Linked DNA regions of Mus musculus: region 1 is linked to region 2. A link is a contact called in public Hi-C data. All regions are on one chromosome and are shown on one strand. Each heading gives the region's core, a stretch centred on a gene start, on an enhancer-like site or on the middle of the called end of the contact. The rest is flanking DNA. Distances are from core to core; before and after follow the strand shown. Region 1 has its middle 64 kb from the start of B130024G19Rik. Region 2 holds the start of B130024G19Rik (RIKEN cDNA B130024G19 gene).

Evidence for each region. A called contact is a pair of places that touch in the nucleus more often than the background predicts.
Region 1: a contact with region 2 is called in a Hi-C map of uterus, with 4 times the contacts expected there. The contact joins the enhancer-like site here to the promoter of B130024G19Rik in region 2. A contact is called at or near these places in 1 of 15 datasets of contacts at CTCF or cohesin (the NIH/3T3 cell line), 6 of 484 Hi-C or Micro-C datasets (embryonic stem cells, urothelial organoids and uterus), 2 of 115 datasets of contacts at active chromatin or transcription factors (the SCID.adh cell line and extraembryonic endoderm stem cells) and 2 of 9 other capture datasets (adipose tissue and pancreatic islet).

What each region holds. Positions count from the first base shown.
Region 1 is chr7:70,426,839-70,432,113 of GRCm38.p6, forward strand. No RefSeq gene overlaps it. Among named protein-coding and RNA genes, the nearest start is that of B130024G19Rik, 64 kb to the left of the region's middle. Within about 2 kb of position 2,698, at least 39 of the 459 cell types and tissues checked have an H3K27ac peak or open chromatin away from gene starts, as enhancers often do. A contact at or near this core is called in the NIH/3T3 cell line, the SCID.adh cell line, extraembryonic endoderm stem cells and 1 more, where this site is marked.
Region 2 is chr7:70,362,450-70,367,341 of GRCm38.p6, forward strand. It overlaps B130024G19Rik (RIKEN cDNA B130024G19 gene), which reads left to right and starts at 2,934. Exons shown (of 11, transcript NR_045850.1): 1 at 2,934-3,042. It also overlaps a transcript of Nr2f2 not described here.

The DNA of each region.
Region 1 (5,275 bases), core at 1,448-3,947, 64 kb after region 2:
GCAAAACACTCATACACACAAAATAAAGTCAATAAAAATGTAAAAATAGAGATACGCAATGTTTTCAGTATATACACTGGTGCCGCCTGGGTGGTCTCCTTATGTTGTAAGTCTACTTGATATTGCCTTTTTTTGTTTGTTTGTTTCCAAAGAAGTTAGCCCTGCCCCTTTCCTTTAGGTGATTGCTTAATGGGTAAAGTGCATGCCATTCATGTGTGAGGATTTGAATTTGGGTCCCCAGAACTCATGTAAAGCTGGATATGGTGTTGCACGCCTATAATTCCAGTGTTTTTGTTGTAAGAAAGGAAGCTAAGTTAGGCAATCCAAAGAACATCGAAGCCTCACCAGCCTGTCCTACAGAGAGAGTCTGTTTTCAGTGAGGGTTCTCTGACCTCTATACACATGCCACAGCACACACATACCCACATTTCCACACACGGACATGTTCAATCTATGCACATGGACAAATATTGAGAAACGAAAGAAAGATAGCCTTGGGTTATCTCCATGAATGAATTCAGTGAAGTGTTTGGAGATAAGTTTGTGAAGAAGGAATTAAAATATTGACAAAGGAGATTTTCTTTAAAAATCAGTTGAGACAAAACAGACCATGACACCAAGCATCTGAATGAAAAGGAGAAAACAGTTTGGAAAAAGTTTGGTGGTTTGTTTACTTGACACCGTACATCTGGATCTGACAAACATCTGGATTTCAACTTTTCCCCCCACCCCACTGGGCTTCACCGGAGTGTGCAGGATTTTGAAGTGAAAGATGAAAGAACATGTTCACTATCAATATTAGTACATTTAATGATGAGACTATGAAGCTCAATTAGTCTCTTGAATACTACTTACTCTATTTAGCATATCACATGATGAACAAAATCCTTTCCCAGACAAATAAATACAGAAAGATACAGTCACTCAGTTTTAGACTAAAATTTGGCCAGGTGTGGTGGCACATAGCTTTGATGCCAGCACTTGGGAGCGAGAAGCAGGTGGATCTCTGAAGCTTCATGTACAGAGTAAGTTCAAGGACAGTCAGAGCTATACAGCAGGACCCTGTCTCAAAATGTTGGCAACAACAACAACAACAACAATAACAAAAATTTGACTTAAAACATATTTAACTTGACCACAGTTTGCTGACTTCAATTTCTCTAGGCCAAAATCTTTAAAGCGCTCAACTAATTTTTTTTTTCTCCCAGGGAATGCTTCTCTGTGCTTTATGAGGCTCTGTTAATTCACAATGTGTTTTGATAAAAGTAAAATTTAGTAAACACTTAGTAACATAGGAAAAACATCTGGTAATAGATGTCTCCTTTGCCAAATGAATTATCTCAGCTGATAAAAATCAGTGTAAACCTGCTCTCCTCGCTGCCTTCTTCATGCCCGCCCGAGGCTGAACCCGGAAGAGGAGGCAACTCAATTTGAACTTCAAAGAGTCTGTCAGTGAACAGCAACTTACGTAACTGTGGATGCTTTTCTGTCTGTGAGTGTGCACTGTCACAAGCCCACCTGAAAAAGTTAGCATGGATATTGGACATTGTCTTTCTAGCTTATTCCCAATCCAATCAGTTATACTGAAAATAGGCTGCTGGCTTTTTATAGTCTTAGCTTCTCAAAATGATTAGTGCTTCCTTGAGATACTCCATTAATTGGCCACACAATCCAGGCTGTAAAGGCTGAAGCCCGAACATATATGGAAAAATGAATGGCTGTTGCAATTTAAGGGCCTTCAAAAGATCTAATTTGATTTTTAAAAGTGATCTTGAAGATAGGAAAATTAAAGGTACTCAGAAACAAGATCTGGTTTAATGACAATGTAGATACAAAAGCATTTTAAGGTTCTAGGAGCCTTGTGCTGAATTCTCTTTTTATTTAGCTATTAGATTGGAATGATTGGGCCCACAATGGGAGAGAATTATATGCTGGATTTTATGGGCGGTTATTTCCTTGATCAAATCATTCCATTCTTCCCCAACTTATTTCTGAAGTGAGTTGCCATCTCTCTTTGTAGATTTTCAATCCCAGAAGTCATTAGTGAGATCTTAGATTTTAATAAAATAAGTCTCTTTGCTTGCTTTGTTTTAACTATTTCATTATTGAGCCAATTCTTTTCATTCCAGCAAATGGTACATTTATTCCCACTTAGAAAAGAAAACAAACAAACAAACAAAAAAACTCAAAAAACAAAACACCCACAAAAACCAAAAATAAAACTTCCCCTCCATTCTAATGACATCTTCAGTCATTAATGAGTTAATAAAAAAATCTTAAAATCATCTGGGCTAGATAAGGGGGAGAAAAGAAAGCATCGTTCAGCATCAGGCTTTTGGGGCTGCCCTTCCAGATGTCATGGGTCAGTCATGTTAAGAATGTGTGCGTCCAATCGTCTGCTGATTTTTATCAGCAGGCTCTCTAGCAGGAGCTGACAAGGGCCAGTTTGCAAGTCCCGATGAATAAACAATGGCTTTTTGGATTGTTGAGGGCTGTGTAATAGAGCGAGGAGTTTATGTATACTAAAGCATGATGACACTAGCAATCAATATGCCAATTACCAGACAAGTTATTGGAGGAGGCACTCACATGTCTTCAGCCTCCTCCTGCTTTGAAGGGGCCCCTAGAAGGGAGAGTCCCTGTTCTCAGAAACAGGCGGGGTCCAGGTCTTGGAGTTCAGACCTGGATGATGAGTCACTCCAGGAGTTGAGTGAAAAGCCACAAGATTGCCTGCCCTTAGAAATTCCATCTGGGTGTGTGTGAGAGGTGGGGCTTAGGTATCTCTCTCTCTCTCTCTCTCTCTCTCTCTCTGTGTGTGTGTGTGTGTGTGTGTGTGATGCAGTGTATATGTTTGTGCATGCACTTGTGCTTGTATGTGGCAGCCTGTGGTTGATGTTACACAGCTTCCTCTAGGGCAGCGGTTCTCAACCTGAGGGTTTTGACCTCCTTTAAGAGTATGAACAACCCTCTCAACTGGAAAACACAGATATTTGCATTACTACTCACAGTAGTAGTAAAATTACAGTTATGAAGTAGTAGTAAAATAATTTTATGGTTGGAAGGGAATCACCACAACATGAGGAACTTTATTAGAGGGTAATACAGGAACATTGAGAACACCCCCTCCCCCCACTGCAGCCTTCTCCCTCATTTTTTGAGACAGATCTCATTGGAACTTACCTTTACAAGCATACACACACACACACACACACACACACACACACACACACACACACACGAGTTGTTCTAGGTACCCAAACTCAGATCCTCATGTGGGGTTTCTTTTTGCAAGAAATTTACCGACTGAACCATTTCCCCAGTCCTGGGGTTTGGTATGGTAATGCTTATCTGACAGGTATTGGATTGTTATATAGTGTATCTTCTCAGGTTTGTCCCCTGACCAGGAGTGAGAGTGTCACTTGAGAGCTTATTAGAAATGCAGGACCTCAGGATCTTCTCTAAATCTAGGAAAAGTGACGACAAGCCATTGCAGTACACGCGATGTCTCGAGCCCCACGGCTGTAGAATAAATAAATGTCTGCACTCTACTCATTGAACCAACAATGGTCAAGCTCCCCAAAAGATGGCTGCTTTGCTGCTGGTACTCGACAGGATGCTAAAGTTTGCAGATGATTTACGTAAAAAGTGAGGGCCAATTCCTGAGATTATCTTCAAAGTCGCTAATAGCAATCTCGCCATATGGTTAGATGTATTTTTTTTTCAAAGGGGAGCTTACATATCCACATGGATCTGGAACAAACTGCTGTGTTGCTAGGGGTGCTCGTGGACATCTGATTTTCTGCTTTTACCTTCCAACTACTGGGGTTTACAGATGTGTGCTACTGTAGTCAGTCTCGTGAGCTAGGGATAAGATACAGGTCCTTGGGCCTGTGAGGCAAGCATTCTACCAATTGAGCTACATCCCTAGTTGCTAGGTTTTTGTGAATGAGCCTGATGTGAATTACTTTAAGAAAGAGAAGAATAGATTTTTGTCTATTATTTAAATAGAGAAAGTGAGTGGATTTGTAAAACATATTTTTTAAAAAATCTATTTGTGTGTGTGTGTGTGAAGGGGAGGTTTGCATGCTGTGTGCCATGGTGTGCTTGTAGAGGTCAGAGGATTATTTTGGGGAGTTAGCTCTCTATTTCTACATGTGTGGGGTCCGGGGATTGAACTCACGCCATCAATCTTGGTGACAAGCACCTCTACATGTTGGACCATCTCTCTGGCCTCATTAATACCTTTAATGAAGAGGAATCAGAAAGAAAAATCAACAGATATGAAGTATTTATTTGATACCTCTCTACTGTTCCTTTGGCAGTCAATGCTGTGTTTGAAGGGCACAAGTCTTTGTGTAGTGGAGCGTGGTCTACTGTTTCCATCATATACCTGTCGAACACCCAACCTGCCTTCTTGAGGGGGAGGTGAACAATCACCTACTCATGGAGGAGTTCCCAACTTCTTATATTTTGATCTAGAATCTTCCTAAAAAGTCAGCTGAGAGTGTGCTGAACTTTCATAAAAGGTGGATTAGTGTAACGTGTGTGCCCTAGGCATTAGTGTCCCACAGAGAACATTTCAAAGCAGAGTCACAAGAAATAATACAAAAAAATTTAATAAGTATTTGAGTCAAAGTGAGTTAAACAGGGCTGTTTGCATACAGCAGACTTTCCCAAGCCTTGAACACATTACCATGGGTTCTCTGCTAGGGAGATGGCTGCCACTGGATTTGATTATCAAAACTCCTTTTTAAAAGATGGTGGCACACACCTTTAATCCCAGCACTCAGGAGGCAGAGACAGGCAGATCTCTGGGTTTGAGGCAGGACAGCCAGGGCTACACACAGAAACTCTGAGAGAGAGAGAGAGAGAGAGAGAGAGAGAGAGAGAGAGAGAGAGAGAGACTGTAAAAATATAAATATGCCAAGATCAACTTTCAGGTGTCATGGGTTCAGATTCTTAAGATAGCAAATACCCATGGGCAGAAGCACAACCTGTGTGTTGTACAGGAAAGAACATCAGTATGATAAATCATTAAACCCTCTACATATGACATCAGGATTACTTAAGTGGTGGCTTCATGCCAACCGGAAAGGTCATGTAACCATCAGCAAAGAGTTAAATAAGTTGTCTAGCTATTGATGGTCTGCTTAAATCATCCCTGAATTGTTGGCATCTTTCCCAGAGTAGGTACTTGTTTAAAAAAGGGAAATGAAAAGAGAAAAGGAACGAAAATCATGGTGTATCTCCTCCTGTTTGTGGATCCTAGATTGTA
Region 2 (4,892 bases), core at 1,684-4,183:
TATAGGAAAAGAAACCGTTCGATATTTGCCTTTTTCTTTGGAGGGCTAATATTTTATAGATTTGTGGCCTGACATTTTAAATGCTCAAATGAAGCATCTCGGATGCTGAGAAACACCAGACTTCACCTCATTGTTATGATGCAATTAAAATAAATTCCTCTCAACTTTATCCTCTCTTATTGGTTTTAGCTAACTGGCCAGCCAGTGACCTGTCACACACCCGGTCATGAAAAGAGGGAGAAAGACCTTTCTGTCCGCTGATGGACAGGCGGAGGCAGCCTCTCAGCCTTGCCTGTGCACACCCTCTGTACACACATGTAAACGCACATGTATCAGATGCACATTTGTCAATGTACCCAGACAAAGACGTCCAAGACGACGCTTCTAGGTCATAGAACAGTTGAATATGGACTTCATTGTTCAAATTCTCTTTAAATACTCATATAGTCATTAAAACACACCCAGCGAGCCTGCTCCAAATGGCAATAATACCAGCATAACTCATAAGAGCCACAAACACGCCATAGTCTACCTCAGCCACTGCAGGAAAAACAAACAAACCCTACTGTCCGTGTCATTCATCTCAAGACGCTCAAACCAATGATATTGATGTATCTTTGACTTTGTGCCTCAGTTTTAACCATAAAGCATATATAGTTCTATAACCAACCTCCAGGACACATTATATTCTACTGACTAAACTTGCTGTTTGATTTAGACCCGCTAGTTGATTGTGAGAATTCCATAATTGTATGAGAAATTTGTTTTTAATAGGGAATACTTTGAACCAAGACAAAACTAAATCCATAAGTCAAACAGGTTTACCAACAATTAAATTATTTTTTTAACATAAAATTTGCTGAGCTACAAGAGGGAAAAGAAGACACCACAAAGAGTAAAACAACAACTTTAGGAAGCATCCTTGGTAGTGCAGAAATTTGGCAGTGTAAATTTTACTTTAGTAAAATGAACTGAACATACAGTTGACATGAGAAAACCACGCTTTCGGGGCAGTTTCTTTTGCACATAGAGACAGAGTGTGAGACAAGGAGGGCAGAAAGATATGGGCAGGCAGACGCTGACTTTTTGGCAAAGAGAAAAAAAAATCCTATTTAAGCTTCACCCTGAAATCTTTCTCAGCCTTCCCTTTCTCCACAGAACTCACATATTGCACTACAGCGGCAGGTGCTGTGATTATTTGAATGTTTTAAGAAATAACAAGCTATAGCAGGTACTAGCCTATCATAAACCTGGTGTGTAATAAGGTGGTCATAGAGTAAAGCTAGGCTGAGCACTTCTGGCTGATTAGAGACACCATATAACTTTCTCCTACAGAGAATAAGAAAGATAGAAAATAAGTCATTTCAGAGAATTGTGGGTCTTTAAAAAAAACTTCTCTGATTTAAGGAATTATTTGATACTGCAAATGTCAGATTAGAGGCAAGCTCAGCATATAGTGAGACTGAGGCTGACACAGGAAATTTAATAGGTAGCCCCATCTCGACTTAATAGATGAGCATAATTGATTATGGAGAAATGTTAATCTTGCCTCTCCAGTGCAGCCATTTCCATGTCAAGATTACTTTTTACACATACACACACACACACACACACACACACACACACACACGAAGAGGTGATTTTTGAGGAGAAGCTTCGTGTGTGTGTTCCTCATTTTTCAAGCTAAAGAAATTATAGACTTCAAATATATATATATATGTATATATATATATATATATATATATATATGTATATATGAATTGTAGAATTACAGCCAGCTAGGCACATAACTACCACAGAGTTAGAGGTGCTTCACTTTGTATTTTAGGACTCATTTAGCTATAGAAATGCTGTTTAGAAAGGGAAGGGAAAAAAATCACCACATGAATTGTAATTAATTTTACTGAGAGAATGAAGAGACAGGACAGCCGAATTGGGGATGGGGAGGAGCAAAAATATTTTTAAATGCCCTTCTTAAAGATGCTCAGCTGTCTTAACTCTAAGATTTAAAAGTCCTAAAATTAAAAGATACAACTCTATATGTTATTATTTTTAAAAACTCAGCCAAGCCCTTTACTGCAAATGTAAATCTATTTTAATGAGAATGGTGGCAAGCTTTATTTGACTGGTCAAAGTTAGGGGAAAACATTTGTCTTAATATGAAAAAAATATATATCCTCAGCTCCCAGGAATATGGTTTCCTTGCAGAAAGTGGTTGGCTAGTCTGTAATTCTTTACAGATTAAATCACAATATGAATACAGACCCCAGCAATTCCGAGTTTAACTCTGAGCTCAGTAGAATCCAGGATCCATTGAATTTCTCCTTTCCCTCAATCTAGTCGTGTGTGTTTTTCTCTTCCACCACACTGGAGCTCCGTGAATAGAGAAGGGGCTTCCATTGTGTCCCTCTGAACTTCCAAGTCAATGCAATTTTTAACCACTGGCTTGTGGTACTTTGAAAATCACCAGGGGCTGTCAGAGTTGGGTCCTCTGAAAAATTTACAGTGCTAAATCAGAGCATATGCTGGGAGGGAAAAAATTGCTTAAGATTGAAGTAAGTGCAGTATCTGTCTGCCCCCTAGTGTAAGAGTCCTTGCTGCCTAAAATCCAACTTTAAAAGAAAAGGAGCCCTTAAAGGGAAACGACTTGGGGCTCACGTAGGCATAGGAGAATGAAACTTCTGTACATTTTAATCTGAATAATTCTTCAGGATTGAAAATTATTTGGTTGTGGCTTGGTTGGACTGTGCTGGGATCTCGCTGCCTCTACGTTTCCGGAGTCTCTAGTGAAGAGATGATTTTTTTTTTTTTTGAAACTGGGTTTATGTGCGTCCCCCTCACCCCTCCTCTCTTTTTTCTTTCTGCCTCTGTCGTCTCTCTCGCTGGCTTTTTTTTTTTTTTTTTAATGAGGAACCGTTCCATGAACATTTTGCACAGAGCACAGAATTGCTTCTAAAGTCAGCCCGGCGCAGTTGCAATAGACAGCAAAAAGGTAAACGTTTGCCTGAAATCCGCACGCCAGCTTCACCACCCCGCCCGATGGTGAGTACCCTTCTCCTTGAGATTCTCCTAGCTTAACAGAGCGCTCTCCTTCCGGAACCGCGGCCGAGGGCGCCAGGCAAGGCTTTGGTCCCTGCCTGCCTGCCTGCTTGCCTGCCTGCATGTCAGCTGCACAAGGTTGCAAAATGAAGCGCAGAGGCAAATCGAACAGGAAATTCTGATACCCAAAGCCAGCCTAGCAGCCCCTTCGCTAGCAAACCTAGACAATCTGCTGCTTGGAAAACCAGGCATATAGGATTGGTTTTCAGTCAGTTCTATGGAAGGAAATGAGTTTGAGAAGACAGGACGAGGAGATGGGAGGCAACCGCAGTCTTTATGCTTCGGTTTAATCATATTTTGGCAGCTTTGCAATTGTATCCCCCCCTTCCACCTCTGCTACCACATACATGTAATAAAATATGGCAACGCACTGAATTGACTGCCCCCACCCTCCCCCAGACCCCTTCAACCACAGTCCGAGGCATTGCATACACGTTAGCAAAGCGATTTTCTGAAAAGCCCCAAGTCATCCCCAACCCCACACAGCACAAGGAGAAAAGTGAGAAAGAAGAGAAAGAGAAAAAAATACAGTAAGCAAACATACCAAAACCATATTTGCCTTGTTCAAGGTCCCAAACCGCTTGCATCTTCCTTCTAAACTGGAATAACTCTCCTTTAGTTTGGCGGGTGAAATAAATGCTTTGTTGGCCCCCTGAAAAGATGTGTCTTTGATAATTAAAGAGACTCTCCTCCTCGGTGTTTATCTAAGCGATTGTGCAAACTGATAAAAAAGTAGGCATTAGTCTGCAGGGAAAAAGAAAGGTGAAAGAAGAGATCTTCCACCTCAAGGAACTGCTTCCCTGTGTACCAGGCGCTCTCAGCCGTTGGAAAAGCCTGCACACTAACTTTAGAGAGAGAGAGACAGCTTCAGGGAGCTTTGTACATAGCTGCTGAGGAATGCAAGCCTCGCCTTTAAGAAAAAAAAACCCCAAACCGTAGGTAGGAGCTGTCTGGAGTGATCCTTGTCTCTCATCTGATGCCTTAGAAGGAAGAGTGCGTTGTTACACCTTGTTTGGGGCTGGAAAGAGGAGACTTTAAAAACACCCTTCCAATTGAAAAAAAAAAAAAAATCTCCCAACTTAATGAGTTTAGTCGGAGGCTGGAGCAACCCGGCTCAGTCTTAGCAGAAAACCGAAAACAACTATAGGCAATATTGCAAAGCAGGACAACCCCGAGGCACAGCCAAATTCCACCATTTGGGGTTGAGAGGGATGGAAGCTAATCCTAAAGCAAGTTGGGGGGGAAAAACCAGAGGGGGGGGGGAGCTGCAGCCTAAGACTGGCAGACACGGTCCTCTCACCCTGGATCAAAGATAGAACTTGAAACAGGAGGCCAACATTTTTTCCTAGGAATCAATTGGAATCCTCATTTTCTACTTTTAACTCAAGTCCCCCCTCCCCAATGATTTTTCTTCCTCTCCCCTGTGGATTAGTGCCTCCCTCCCCTTTCTACTGTCCATTCTAGAACTTTCCTGAAGAGGAAATCTATTTCTTTTGGGAGGAGGGGTTCCCCTATTTCATGCCTTTAAATAATGAATACTTAATTCACCCCTCCCCTTATCAATTCCCCCAAACGAGTAAAAGAAGCAGAGATACAATAACTGGCAAAACTTGAGAGCAGACTGAGCTGTCTCTTGCAGTTTAGTACAGTTTGAACTAATGGATTTTTGTTGTTGTTGTTGTTTTGTTTTGTTTTAAGAGGAGAAGAATGGGGAAACATGAATCTTTTATTTTAGGAAACTGTTATGGTAAGATGTATGTCAGACTTGACAAATGGAACGAACGCTCTTCACT